Regions from separate parts of the Mus musculus genome. Here all the other regions are linked to region 1. The links are chromatin contacts, called in public promoter capture Hi-C maps. All regions are on one chromosome and are shown on one strand. Each heading gives the region's core, a stretch centred on a gene start, on an enhancer-like site or on the middle of the called end of the contact. The rest is flanking DNA. Distances are from core to core; before and after follow the strand shown. Region 1 holds the start of Prg4 (proteoglycan 4 (megakaryocyte stimulating factor, articular superficial zone protein)). Region 2 holds the start of Swt1 (SWT1 RNA endoribonuclease homolog (S. cerevisiae)). Region 3 has its middle 30 kb from the start of Gm36297.

Region 1 (3,977 bases), core at 776-3,275:
TTTCAGAACCAAGATATATTTTAGTCTAATTTCATCCATCAGGGCCTTTTATGTACATGATATGAACTTATTAATGATTTTAAAGCAGCAAAAACCTTCCTTAGCCTCAGCTCCAAAGGAAACACTTACCACAAATATACAACAGGGAGTTGAGCTATAGACTAAGATATATTCAGGGTCTACAAGGTTTCTGGAACTCTTTCCCTGTAGCTGCTTCAATCATTCCCATAATTTGTGTCTGAAGAGCTTTCTTTAGAGCATGAGCAGAAATCTACACACCACGGATCTCTATGGGCAGAGGGATTCAGGAGTTTCTGCATCCAAACTCCAAGTCTCCATGAGAAAGAGACCCTGATCCAACAACGTGTGTGTAGTTCACATTCCTCCTCGCAGTCTTATCAGCTGAGACTGATCTGCCCAGAAGCTGAGGGAATTAACTCCGTGGGTTCTGAGGTTGTTGCTAGGGGGATGAGCAGACAGCCTCTATGTTCTCTTTACGCATTCATCTGAGAAGTCCGCATATGTAAATATAAAGGATTAAAATATAATACAGTGGTTACATACTGAAGTGATGGGTTTACTCAAGCGTGGGGTATCATAGAAGGAGGAGGGAACTCAGATGCCAAGTCATGGGTTTGGTTCTTGGTTCTGAAGATGGTCATATTCTTTGCTAGTCATTTTATCTTATTTATGAAATACAGATGATGATATTTCTACTTAAAAGTATTGTGTGATCATTAAATGCAATGTCTACTAAATATATAGTTAGATGGCAAAATTCAGGTTAGAACAGTTTACCTCCCCAATCATGTCTTGTTCACACACCATCTCGGTGAAGCACTAGGCAGTAGGTTAGCAGTAGACTACAGATACATTTTTCAGGAAATCAATATCTGTTAGTGTTCAGAGACAAATGGACAGCTAATACCAGTACAGTACACTACATTTGTTGACTGTAATCTTAAATGTGACTTGGATTGACACTGGGCAAGTATTTGGAAGGTGCTGAGACCTAGATGAGAATTTATGTGAGATAAGAACAATACGAACAAGGATATTTCATGTGCAAACGGAATAAAACTTGCAGCTGAGCTGAAAGGTTGTTGGCATACACTTCCTTAGGCAGGGAAACTACACTAGGAATGTAAAAGATCTTTCTAAACACTGCTGGTTTTAAGATCTTTCTAAACACTGCTGGTTTTAAATAAAAGGACTATGGGAAATACAGTTTTCATTTTGTGGCTGTTTTTGTTGTTGTTGGTGGTGGGTTTTTTGTTTTGTTTTGTTTTGTTTTGTTGAGACAGACTCCAACTGTGATGTTCAGTCTGGTCTCCAATGGCTAGGCTTGTGAGTCTCTTGCCTCAGTCTCCAAAGAGAGTAGATAGGACTACAGGCTGGTGTCAGCGTGAATGAATTTCAATAGTGTTCTAATGCAAGCTTTTTCATGGTAATGAAGCCTCAAACCCCAATATGTGGATATTTTACCTTTAGGTGAATGGAGAGCATTTTTTTTTTTCTGGGCCCCAAAGAAATGAGAATTCAAGGAAGGAAGGAGGAAGAGGAGGAAGCAGCAGCAGCAGCATGATGTTACATTATTGATATAAATTCATGAGCTTTTTCATCCCAAGCTAACATTAGCGCTGTATCAGAAGCACCTCACTGGGTTTAACTGCCAAGAGAGAAAGAAATGGCGCCAGCTTGAGGAGTTTAGAGTTGCTGCTTTGCACACTGCTCAAAAGCTTCCAGAAGGGTTTACCATCTCAGAACAATTTGTTCACTTCACTTAGAAATTAGAAATGTGTTTTGGCCAATAAATCTAACTTTATTTTGTAGTAGTCATTTTTCTTAATGGAAGTGTTTTCCAGATGTTGCCTAAGTCTAGTCGTCTGGGACCTCATCCAACAAATGAGGAAAGCTTGATTTCATAGGTTGTCACTGTTGATTTTGCCTAACCTTTGGACTAATTGGTTCATCCCAGTCCATTTGCACTGCTATATAAGACTTCCAGCACACTGGAGAAATTTATCTCTCCTTTTTACAGGTAAGTGTCGGGGTTAATATGCTTTTTGTAGAATTAAAGTGTGTCTTCATTAAGTGTGTTTGAAAAAAGTGTGTTAGAGAGTTTTGAAAAGAATCATACTTCTGTGAGATACCTTTTGGAAGCCTGTGAATTTATACTGAGTTAAGTTGGAAGGTTGGAAAGACAGCTTGGCTACTTTTGCTAACCTCACTTTCATTGAAGCTGCTCGTTTTTATCTCCAGGACAGGATTTAAGCCCCGCACTGTGAGTACAGACTGCTCTTCCAACATGTTCTAAAATAAGCCTGTTTTCTGCTATTAGTCTGAGGTATTACAGTGGTTGGCAATTTAATTGAGATGGCTTGTTTTGGTTTTTTTTTAAATTATTATTATATTAAACAGAACAGTGACTATCTCAGGAATTCAAGCTGATTGCCCATAGCTTTTGCTCTAAGGACGGAGTGGCTTGTTATTGAATTACATTTCGAATGTTTCTGAATGCTGTGCATGATAGACACGTTATTGAGTGGTGAGATTAAAGAGCGGGTTTCTGATGTTTTTATTTTATCTCAAGCAAGGGCGTTGCATCCGAGAACCATGGGGTGGAAAATACTTCCCGTCTGCTTGTCGCTGCTGCTTCCTGTTGTCTTGATTCAACAGGTTTCATCTCAAGGTAACTTCAGCGTCAAAAGCGCTTCTATTCAGTCACTGCTACTAAGCACCCAGTTGGCTTTTATGGCAACAAAACCAACAATATCTTTCTCAGCATATGCACTTCAATGATTTAACAATGTGCAGCCCTGAACTTGAAAGGCACGCAGGGCATTTGTGTGTTATGGAATTCTCATCTTTCCTTCTGCTTGTGAGAGCGCTGGAGGAGTTCTGAGTTTTGATAAAAAATAATGCTCCTTCTCTGTCCCCTCCGAATTAAAAAATAAAATAGACATTTACATAATAAAATCATGCTGGAGACACATAACACCATCAAAAGAAATGAAAAAAAAGTAATATTTAAGTAACAGGTTATGGTTGTATGTTGACAAATTTGGTTATGTTGACAAATTTAAAAAAATGTTCTATTAGCATTTTAAGTTCACACACAAAGTAATTGGTTTCATTGTGATAGTGTGTTTGTATATATTTTGCCTGTAAAAATATGGATTGGCTCACAAGTTAGCATGTCATCTCTATGGACGGAGCGGGCAGATGAATGCTCTCTGTATCACTCTATAGTGCTTGAGCTACAGAAACACTCACAGGAGATAAGACTTGTCAAGCCACAAGAACTCCTTTGATAGGATAAGGAAATATTTAGATGTTGGCCAAGGAAATTTGTAAAGAAAAAATTCACATTTTATAAACCTATATTACTACCATATATTTACAATAACTAGGTGTGTTGACAAATTTAGCTGAACTTTTGCATCAAATAAATTGCTATAAAGCATTATAAAGTAATAAATTATTACTTTAGCATCATGCTGACATAGATAGCATAGTATAGGGCACATTTACAGTGTTTCAAATGGAATTTTATTAGCCTTCAATGCTCTCTCTTCCTTGTAAGGGACTAGTCACCCTATTATGGGCTTTACAAATCTGAATGCCACTTCTTATTATAATATTGCAAAGTTCAGTCCTTCCGAGTTGGTTCTGGGTCAGCTCCTATTTAGAGAGCCTGCTGTACACTCAGCATAGCCAAGGTGGAGCGAGCAGACAGCATGAGGGTCAAGTTACTTAGTCATAGCAACATGCATCTTTAATATATTGTGTGCTCTCTTTAACATACTCAGCATGAGAGAAGGAAAATAAGGATCTGTAATTACTACCGTGGCATTTTATTTTTAAGAGAGACATTTCTGGTAAAAATTTCTAAAAGTCTCATTGAATTGGAACACAACAGATGACAGCTTGCTGGAGCACGATTTCAGAATCACTCAAATAAGACAAGCTGGAGA
Region 2 (3,977 bases), core at 803-3,302, 960 kb before region 1:
GCCTTCAAAGGACTAACTAGATCTGAAAATACATTTTCAAAGGATTAGTGCGTGTTTAAAGGTTTCAACAGCACAAATTCTTCACAGTAGAAATTTGTAATTGTTGTAGCACATATAATCAAATGTTTGCAACCCTCTTCCCCTAAGACAGACTTTTGGGACAATGTCTCCCTAGGCAGCTCAGGTTGATCTCCAAGCTACCAGGCCTGCCTGAATCTCTGGAGTGTTAGGATTACAGGCATACATACCATGAGGAGTCACTATGCCCCATGAGGCATTTTAAGGCATTAAAATGGTGAAGAAGTAAAGAAGCATTCCCCAAACAGCTGAACTATGTCCGATTTAAACATGATCAGGTGGGTGGTAGCTATTCCCTTAACAGTGTAAAAGTCCCTATCCATCAGGTTGTATGTAGAGGGAGAAAAGGCCTTGTTTTGCACTAAAAGCTGTGATCCCAAATGATGAGTCTACTGGATGATTTTTGTCTTTCCTGGGATCAATTCTGCTGCTCTTGAATGTGGTTGTAGAACTGCAAAATAATTCTCTTAGATTATGACTGTTTTATGTACATTTAACCCCCAACTGGCCTAGAAATATGAATTAATTCCTCACGCGATAATTCAGAAGGAGTATAAAGATCCATTTATGGACCACAGATTTGTTGAAAAAAAAAACAAAACTCGTTGAATTTTTTTTTTTTAGGCCCGCTGTGCAAAATGTTAAGAAGATCCTTAAAATGCTAATAATTATCAGTCTTATGTTTCTTATATGAACCGAAAAACCACCACTCGGAACATGTATAAACACATTCAGAAAATAAAAATATGGGCTATACGTTTTCACGATCGTTGTCCTTTGGAATGAAGTACAAAGCTCAATTAGTATTTGGCAGATACAAGAGACGGAGTTTCTATTCTCGGGAGCAAAGTATACTCCAGCAATGAGACAAATCCATCAGTGTGTATAAGTCCTGACTGAAAAATGCTTTCAGTTTCTCAATCTTGATCTACTACTACCTTAGTACCTCCATTACTGTAACACAGTGGAAAGTTTTAAAACTATTGTAGACTGGGTTGAGATGGAAACTACTAAAGACACTAACGGACACAGCCACTAATTTCATTGTTTATTTTTCTCTGCCTCACGCCTGGCCTTCATATATCCTTCAGGATGATATCCTCGAGGTTTATGGAAGAAGTATCCCTTTCCATGCTGTATTCCTTTTACTCTTACCTGCCGCTCTGGTTCCTCCTCCTCCTCCCATTTTTCTAAATTTGCCTTTCCACATTAAAAAAAACACCCTGGAGAAGGGCCTCCCCTATTCCCCAGCGAGGCATGGTTTCTCGCTTCTCTGCGGCAGAGAGATCAGGCCGTCTGCACTTACTGCTTTCAGCCTCCTCGGGGACAGAGGCTAGGGACGGGGACAGGGCCGGAGCCGGGGCCGGGGCAAGGGCTGGGGCTGGATCCGAGTCCGGCGTCGGAGCCGAGTCCAGAGCCGTATCTGCGGCCGGAGCTGGGACCGGAGCCGAATCCGGGGCCCGGGTCGGGACCCTGACCTGGGCCTCCTCCTTCTCCTGGGGTAGCAGCTCCTCCTCCGCCATATTCTCCATAGTTACGGCCTCCGAGCCAGGGGACGCGGAGGGGACTCGCGGCGGAGTGGGTTAATAGACGTTAATGCACACAGGGCTGGATCCAAGGGCGGGGAAGCAATTGGGAAGGCTGTACGCGTGCCACAGACAAACGGCGGAGCTCCAGTGACCCAACCCTGTCAGCAGAAAAACTGAAAGCCAGAGGCAGCGGTTCGACCCTTCGCCGGCTTCCCCTTCCCCGAGGCGTTACGACGCCACCACAGACTGCGCAGAAGCGTGTGGCGGACAGTGTCCAATGAGGAAAAAGAGTTCCGTTTCCTCGGTACGTCCTCTGCATCACTGGCCGCCACCGAACCGAAATAAGACTACAACACCCAGGAGGCATCGCGCCTCATGGGCGGTGCTCAGTTCCGGTCCTTGGAGGAAACACACACAGAGCGCCGAGAACTCTAGAATTGCCTGGAGCGTTCGGCTCCTGGCGGGGGTCCGAGTACAGAACTACATTTCCCAGTGTGCAGCGGGCTCTGGGAAGGCGCTTTGGGTGTCCGACTGGTCCGGGGAATCGCCACTGTCGCTGTGGCTGCTGCTGCCGCGGACTCAGGTAAGTTAGGGTATTCCGGGCGCGTGGACATCTCTCTGGGCGACAGCTTTTCACTGCTGGCCTCCTGTACCCGGACGTCGGTCGGGCTCGGGACCCGCGAGCTGAGGTCTGGGCCGGGCGACTGCGGGGGCTGGTCGGAGGTCGGCCGGCTCGTGGAGTGTGTGGCCGGGTTGCTCCAGCTGGACCTGAGGCGGTGGGGGGACCGATGGCGGCTTGTGTGGGGGTGGGCCGAGGCAGTTTATGAATCCCAGAAGCACTTTTCTGTCAGCCCCCTGAGGTAGAGTCCTGACTCCGCTCTCCACAACTTTCCCCCCCACAACTTGCGACCCGGACGCTCTTCACTTTTTCAATTTTGCCTCTAGGTTAAGGATAGCAGAATAGGCGCGGTGTGGTTGTAGGAGATTGTTTTGCAGTTTTGACCTGTTTTGTTTTGTTTTTTTTTAGGCTTTTACTAACAAATGTATCACTTTGATGCATTTCAGATTCTCTAAGGAATATGGCCAGGGAATCCTCTGCGCCTCAAGTTTTATAAATATATATATCCTGGACTTGTTTATCACCGAAGTCTTATTTGTTCTCTTCACTTTATTTCTAATAAGCACACTGGAGCAGACTGGAAAAACAAAACAAAAACAACCCAAATTGATCTTTCTTTCAGGTTGCCTGCTTCGGACTGTCTTGAGCGTTTAAGGCAAGAGGGGAGGTTCTCAGGTTTTTTTCCTCTGTTGGGAAACCATAGGAGACGGTGTGTGATTGTTTGTTACTTTGAAATGCTGTCTGGAAGTTTTGCTCTCTCATTGTCCTTCCTAGTTGGAGTGTTTGAAGGTGTTTTTCCTTCCCCAGTTTAACGTAAACTTTGTCCCCACCAGTCTTTTGCAAGTTCTAAAGCCCTTAAGGGCTACGAATGTACTTATCTCAGTGGTAAAGTATTTGCTTAGCTCCTTAGCTTAAAGGTCAGAAGCCTGGCCCCACAAGACGACTGAAGGCCTTTTAACCGCTTTTGGACTAGGATTCCTATGTGGGGAGTTAACTATTTAACGATTAAAAGTGAGACAATAGCACCTATTACAACCTGTAGAAATGGTAACTAGGACCAGAGAGATTGTTCAGTGGTTTAGGTCACCTGCTTTTCTTGCGGAAGACTCTTATCAGTTCCCAGCCATCCACTTGACAGATGGAAACCATCTGTAACTCCAGGTCCCAGGGATTTGATGCCCTCACAGAGACTTGAATGCAGACAAAACACATAAAGCACATAAATACATAATATATTAAAAAAAAAGAAATGGTATTATTTTTAATTGACAGAACACCTCACCCCACCTCACCCCTCCCTCTGCCTTTGGTATTCATAACAGGCACTGTGTCTTAGCTCTAAATGACATCCTTAGTACTTGTAGTACTTGTTTTTTTTTTTTTCCCATTTATAAAAAGAGTAAATGATTAATTTGAGAGCTTGACTCAATATTTTAACCTTATTTAACACCAGCTAGAAAACAGATGACAACAATTTAATGTTAGCATGGGGATTCTGTGGCAGTTTAAATTCAGAATTTCTAAGCATGAGGGAATTTTCAGTTTAAAGGCTTAGGAGAGTATATTAAGCATCAGTTGCATTACTGCATAAGCTATCTTATATTTTTGTTTGTTTGTTTTTTCACATCAAGGTTTCTCTGTGTAGCCCTGGCTGTCTTGGAACTCACTCTGTAGACCAGGCTGGCCTTGAACTCAGAAAAACAGCCTGCCTCTGCCTCCCAAGTGCTGGGATTAAAGGCGTGCGCCACCAC
Region 3 (3,977 bases), core at 962-3,461, 560 kb before region 1:
CCGTGCCTCGGAGCTCACCCGTCACAGGCCATCTCCAGAACTCACTTGCTGTATAGTCTTTCCCAGATGGCTCTTGACAAATGGTCACACTCACCCCACTTCAGGCTCTTGTTCTATCCAATTTCTGCTCACTCCCTTCTTACTCCCAACCAGTCCCCTTGCCCTTCATGTCTTTTTTGGTGCAGGTCTTGTGCAGACAACCACGGTTGCGGTGTGTTCATGGTTGTCCTGGCTGTGCTATTCCCAGAATACCTCGTTTCATAGCCCCCTCCCCATCCTCTGATTCTTAGGATACCTCTGCTCCTTCTTCCACTGTGGTATCTTGGGTTTGCAGGTGTGTGTTATAACTGTCCTGTGTAGGACTGAGAACTCAACAGTCGCTGATTTTAGCACTTTGACCAATTACACATTTCTGCATTACCTGTCACCTCTTGTAAAAAGAATCATCTTTAATCAAGGCTGAGAACAGAAGTAATCTATGGGTCTAAACAATGCATATTTAGAAGGCAGTTTGGCCACATGTCGATTCATCAAAACATCTGTAGTAATAGTGCTCTCCCACCAGACACACACACACACACACACGTATATGTAATATTTATAAGAACATATATATTATATATAAAAATATATTCTTTAGTAATAAAATATTTGAATGATAAATATTTCAATTAAAAAGCAACTTGTGCGCACATTGTGATTCTACATTTATAAATTAAAAACTACCTTAATATGTTCAGTAAATAAACATTAAGACCCTGCTATGCATATAACAGACTTATAGATATTGATATGTGTAAATGTGTGTGCACTCATGCACATGTATATAGTTGTTAAAAATTCTAACGTTATTTATAGTTTACAATTTCCAAAGAAAACATATTAACTTTCTTTTATAAAATAAACTTTATTATAAAAAAAGACCTTGCAATTAAATAAAAAAAAAAGTGGCATACCAAAGTCAACCAGAACTAAAGTCTTTACAACTTAAGCAACATATGGTTAGAACTGGCATTCAAAATCCTGAGCATATATGTATATATGTAGGTACAGCATAAAATGAAGAAAAAGAACAAGAAAGGGTAAATATTAGGGAAGAGTGAGTACCGAATGCAGGGAATGCTCTCTCTCTCTCTCTCTCCCCTCCCCCCCCCCAATTTGGTGGTCGATATGGGCATAAAACACTTTTGCTACTGAGAGGGTAAAATTTAACATGAAGGTTTTCACGGCTTCCTCTTCAAATGCAGTCATAGGCTTACTGCTCCAGTAAGCACATGGGTGGCCACCAGTGGATCAGCTTCAGAGCCAGTCAGAAAGTGTCATATCACTCACGGCTCTCAAAGCCATGTCACTATTGTACCAGTAGTCAGATCTCGTCTGGCAGGTGGGTATTGTAGCCTTCAGGTCTCACAGCTGGGAAAGGCCATAGATGAATTTTCTCTAGCAGACAGTATAGAACCATCGGCTACCATGAATGCTAACTAATAGAGAGGAAGCGTCCAGATTGGTTCCCGTCTGACTTCTCTGTGCCCTGTGTATGCTGTTCTTGTGAAAGGCTCTTACCATCTAGCTTCTCAGGCAAGAAGAGTAAGGGCAGAGCCTGTTTTATTTGGGAAGCTTCTGGGAGCTCCCTGGTCAACAACTCCCTATATTCCAGCATTTATACTAAAAACTACTTAGAGCAGTGACTAGGTATCCCCTGAGAAAGCGCTAGAGATGCTATTTGACTCAATACTGGATAGATCAGGCACTGGAATGGAGAGGGATTGTACGGGCCTAGCGTTTCCCTCTTGTCCACATCTCCCTATGATTCTAAGATTCTAATGCACTCTTTGAGAACCGATAGCCACACTGTCAGGTTAGTGGCTGATCACTTGACATGGGATGACAGCCCAGAGCTTGCTCCAGGAGGGGGTGTCTCATCCTCTCCGCTTCCCCAGAGAGCTAGCACGAGTTTAGCAATATGAAAGCTTCCTGCCCGTTTTTAGTTTAAAACAGGGCACATAGGCTGCTTAAGTAAACAGGGAGCATTTGAACTAAATTTAATCGGGATGTTGTGGTGGATTGTTCTCTCCGGTTGACAGTCTTGCGTCTCTCCGCTTCGACTTTCCTCCATAACAGGAAGTGGAAGTTCTGAAGCACCGCAGAGGCTGCTCTTGGTATTTCCGGGCTCGCTGAGACCAGAGAAAGGCGGAAGAGACAAATCCTTCTTGTTAGATAACATTCCGGGTTGATTTCTAAACCAGAGTGCACAGGATCAAAGGTCTCCTAGGTACAGATCGGCATCCCAAACTTTGATGCTTATCTAAGCAAACCACTTTCAACTTTCCTCAACCGGTTTTAGTGGGCAGGTACCTGAGATAAGAGAAAGTCTGTTCTGAGGAATGAGGGCAGGGCTCCCACCTAGAGGCTGAAAGTCCCGACATTGCAGTCTGTGGTCACCTGGTTACCTTTTCTCTTTTTCATGACAGAGGTAATCAAAACCTCTAATAACTTGCAGACGAGGGCTTAGAAACTGCAGTGGGCATGGAGAAAACCCTTTCACTCAAGGGTTCTCCCAGTGCAGCAAAACAAACAAACAAAACAGCACCAATACCCTGCCCCCCAAAAGATCTTCTAGGATTTCTTTCAAGAATTTTACCAGAAGCTGAGGCTAAGTGACCGCCCCCGCCGGTTCTATGACATCTAAACCAAGGGAAAGCACACCGAGTTAGAACAGTCACAGCGTTCTATTTCTATTTCCTAGACTTTTGGATGGGAGCCTGGCTTTTAATGGCCGAGCCATCTTTCCAGCCCCGTGTTTCCTAGATTTTATGTTTTAGGTTATCTTTTTCCTTTCTCTTATTTGTTTCTATAGGGGAAAAATGTTTTCACGAGAAGAAATTTAGATTACTTTGAAAACAATGAAGCTTCTGAAATTTGTGAATTAGACATGAGGGTTTGTTGAGTAATGGGGAAACTGAGGAAGCCCACTCATCCGAAAAGGAAGCAAGAGTTTTCAGTTCTTACTGACACTTGCATGGTACGTCATCCATTGCCGCAGCCAAGCAAAGTAAACCTGATAGATTGGGTGTACTTTAGATTGAGTTTTCCCTCTGGGTCCGTTATGGAGCACTTAAAGAAAACTTAAAGCGTAACTGTATGGCTTTCCCCTTCCTTCCTTCCAGCTCCTCCTATATGCCACCCCCAACTCCCTCTCAAATTGATGGTGTCTTTTCCTATAATAATTATTGTTACACACGCACACACACCCGCACGCACATGCACACGCACGCACACAGACGCACAAGTAGAAATAAGGAACCCAGGGCTTTGCAACCTTAGACCACTGTGGAGGTTTGCAGAATGTATCTCAACACATAGCCAGTTTAATTTGGTCTGAGAAAACCAGACACGTGACATCTTACAGTTCACTCTTTAGGTTTTCTTTTTTTTTTTTTTTTTTTTTAATTTTTTTTTCCATTTTTTATTAGGTATTTCGCTCATTTACATTTGCAATGCTATACCAAAAGTCCCCCATAGCCACCCACCCCCTCTCCCCTACCCACCCACTCCCCTTTTATGGCCCTGGCGTTCCCCTGTACTGGGGCATATAAAGTTTGCGTGTCCAATGGGCCTCTCTTTCCAGTGATGGCCGACTAGGCCATCTTTTGATGCATATGCAGCTAGAGTCAAGAGCTCCGGGGTACTGGTTAGTTCATAATGTTGTTCCACCTATAGGGTTGCAGATCCCTTTAGCTTCTTTGGTACTTTCTCTAGCTCCTTCATTGGGGGCCATGTGATCCATCCAATAGCCGACTGTGAGCATCCACTTCTATGTTTGCTAGGCCCAGGCATACTCTGACAAGAGACAGCTGCAGGGTAGAGAGGCTAACACCGGCTTCACAGCCAACAGTGCTGTCTGCGTCACACAGACTCTTTCAGCATCAGGTCCTGCCGAAGAAGCCCAGTGTACACCACCCCATGGGTTAAAACTT

The links. Promoter capture Hi-C pulls out the DNA fragments that hold promoters and counts their contacts. Capture Hi-C pulls out chosen DNA fragments and counts their contacts.
Region 2: a contact with region 1 is called in a promoter capture Hi-C map of adipose tissue. The contact joins the promoter of Swt1 here to the promoter of Prg4 in region 1. A contact is called at or near these places in 5 of 39 promoter capture datasets (the C10 cell line, cranial neural crest, frontonasal cranial neural crest and 2 more), 6 of 115 datasets of contacts at active chromatin or transcription factors (bone marrow-derived macrophages, embryonic forebrain, large pre-B cells and 2 more) and 2 of 9 other capture datasets (adipose tissue and liver).
Region 3: a promoter capture Hi-C map of liver shows a contact between it and region 1, with 2.1 times the contacts expected there. The contact joins the enhancer-like site here to the promoter of Prg4 in region 1. A contact is called at or near these places in 13 of 39 promoter capture datasets (3T3-L1-derived adipocytes, the C10 cell line, the HPC-7 cell line and 9 more), 1 of 15 datasets of contacts at CTCF or cohesin (stem cell-derived epiblast-like cells) and 6 of 484 Hi-C or Micro-C datasets (adipose-derived mesenchymal stem cells, cerebellum, cortical neurons and 1 more).

What each region holds. Positions count from the first base shown.
Region 1 is chr1:150,464,213-150,468,189 of GRCm38.p6, reverse strand. Prg4 (proteoglycan 4 (megakaryocyte stimulating factor, articular superficial zone protein)) reads left to right here and starts at 2,025. Exons shown (of 13, transcript NM_021400.3): 1 at 2,025-2,041; 2 at 2,594-2,692. The coding sequence starts at 2,617.
Region 2 is chr1:151,426,510-151,430,486 of GRCm38.p6, reverse strand. It overlaps Swt1 (SWT1 RNA endoribonuclease homolog (S. cerevisiae)), which reads left to right and starts at 2,052. Exons shown (of 20, transcript NM_025819.4): 1 at 2,052-2,190. It overlaps Trmt1l (tRNA methyltransferase 1 like), which reads right to left and starts at 1,945. Exons shown (of 15, transcript NM_026876.4): 1 at 1,385-1,945. The coding sequence starts at 1,610.
Region 3 is chr1:151,023,520-151,027,496 of GRCm38.p6, reverse strand. No RefSeq gene overlaps it. Among named protein-coding and RNA genes, the nearest start is that of Gm36297, 30 kb to the left of the region's middle. Within about 2 kb of position 2,211, at least 90 of the 459 cell types and tissues checked have an H3K27ac peak or open chromatin away from gene starts, as enhancers often do. A contact at or near this core is called in liver, where this site is marked.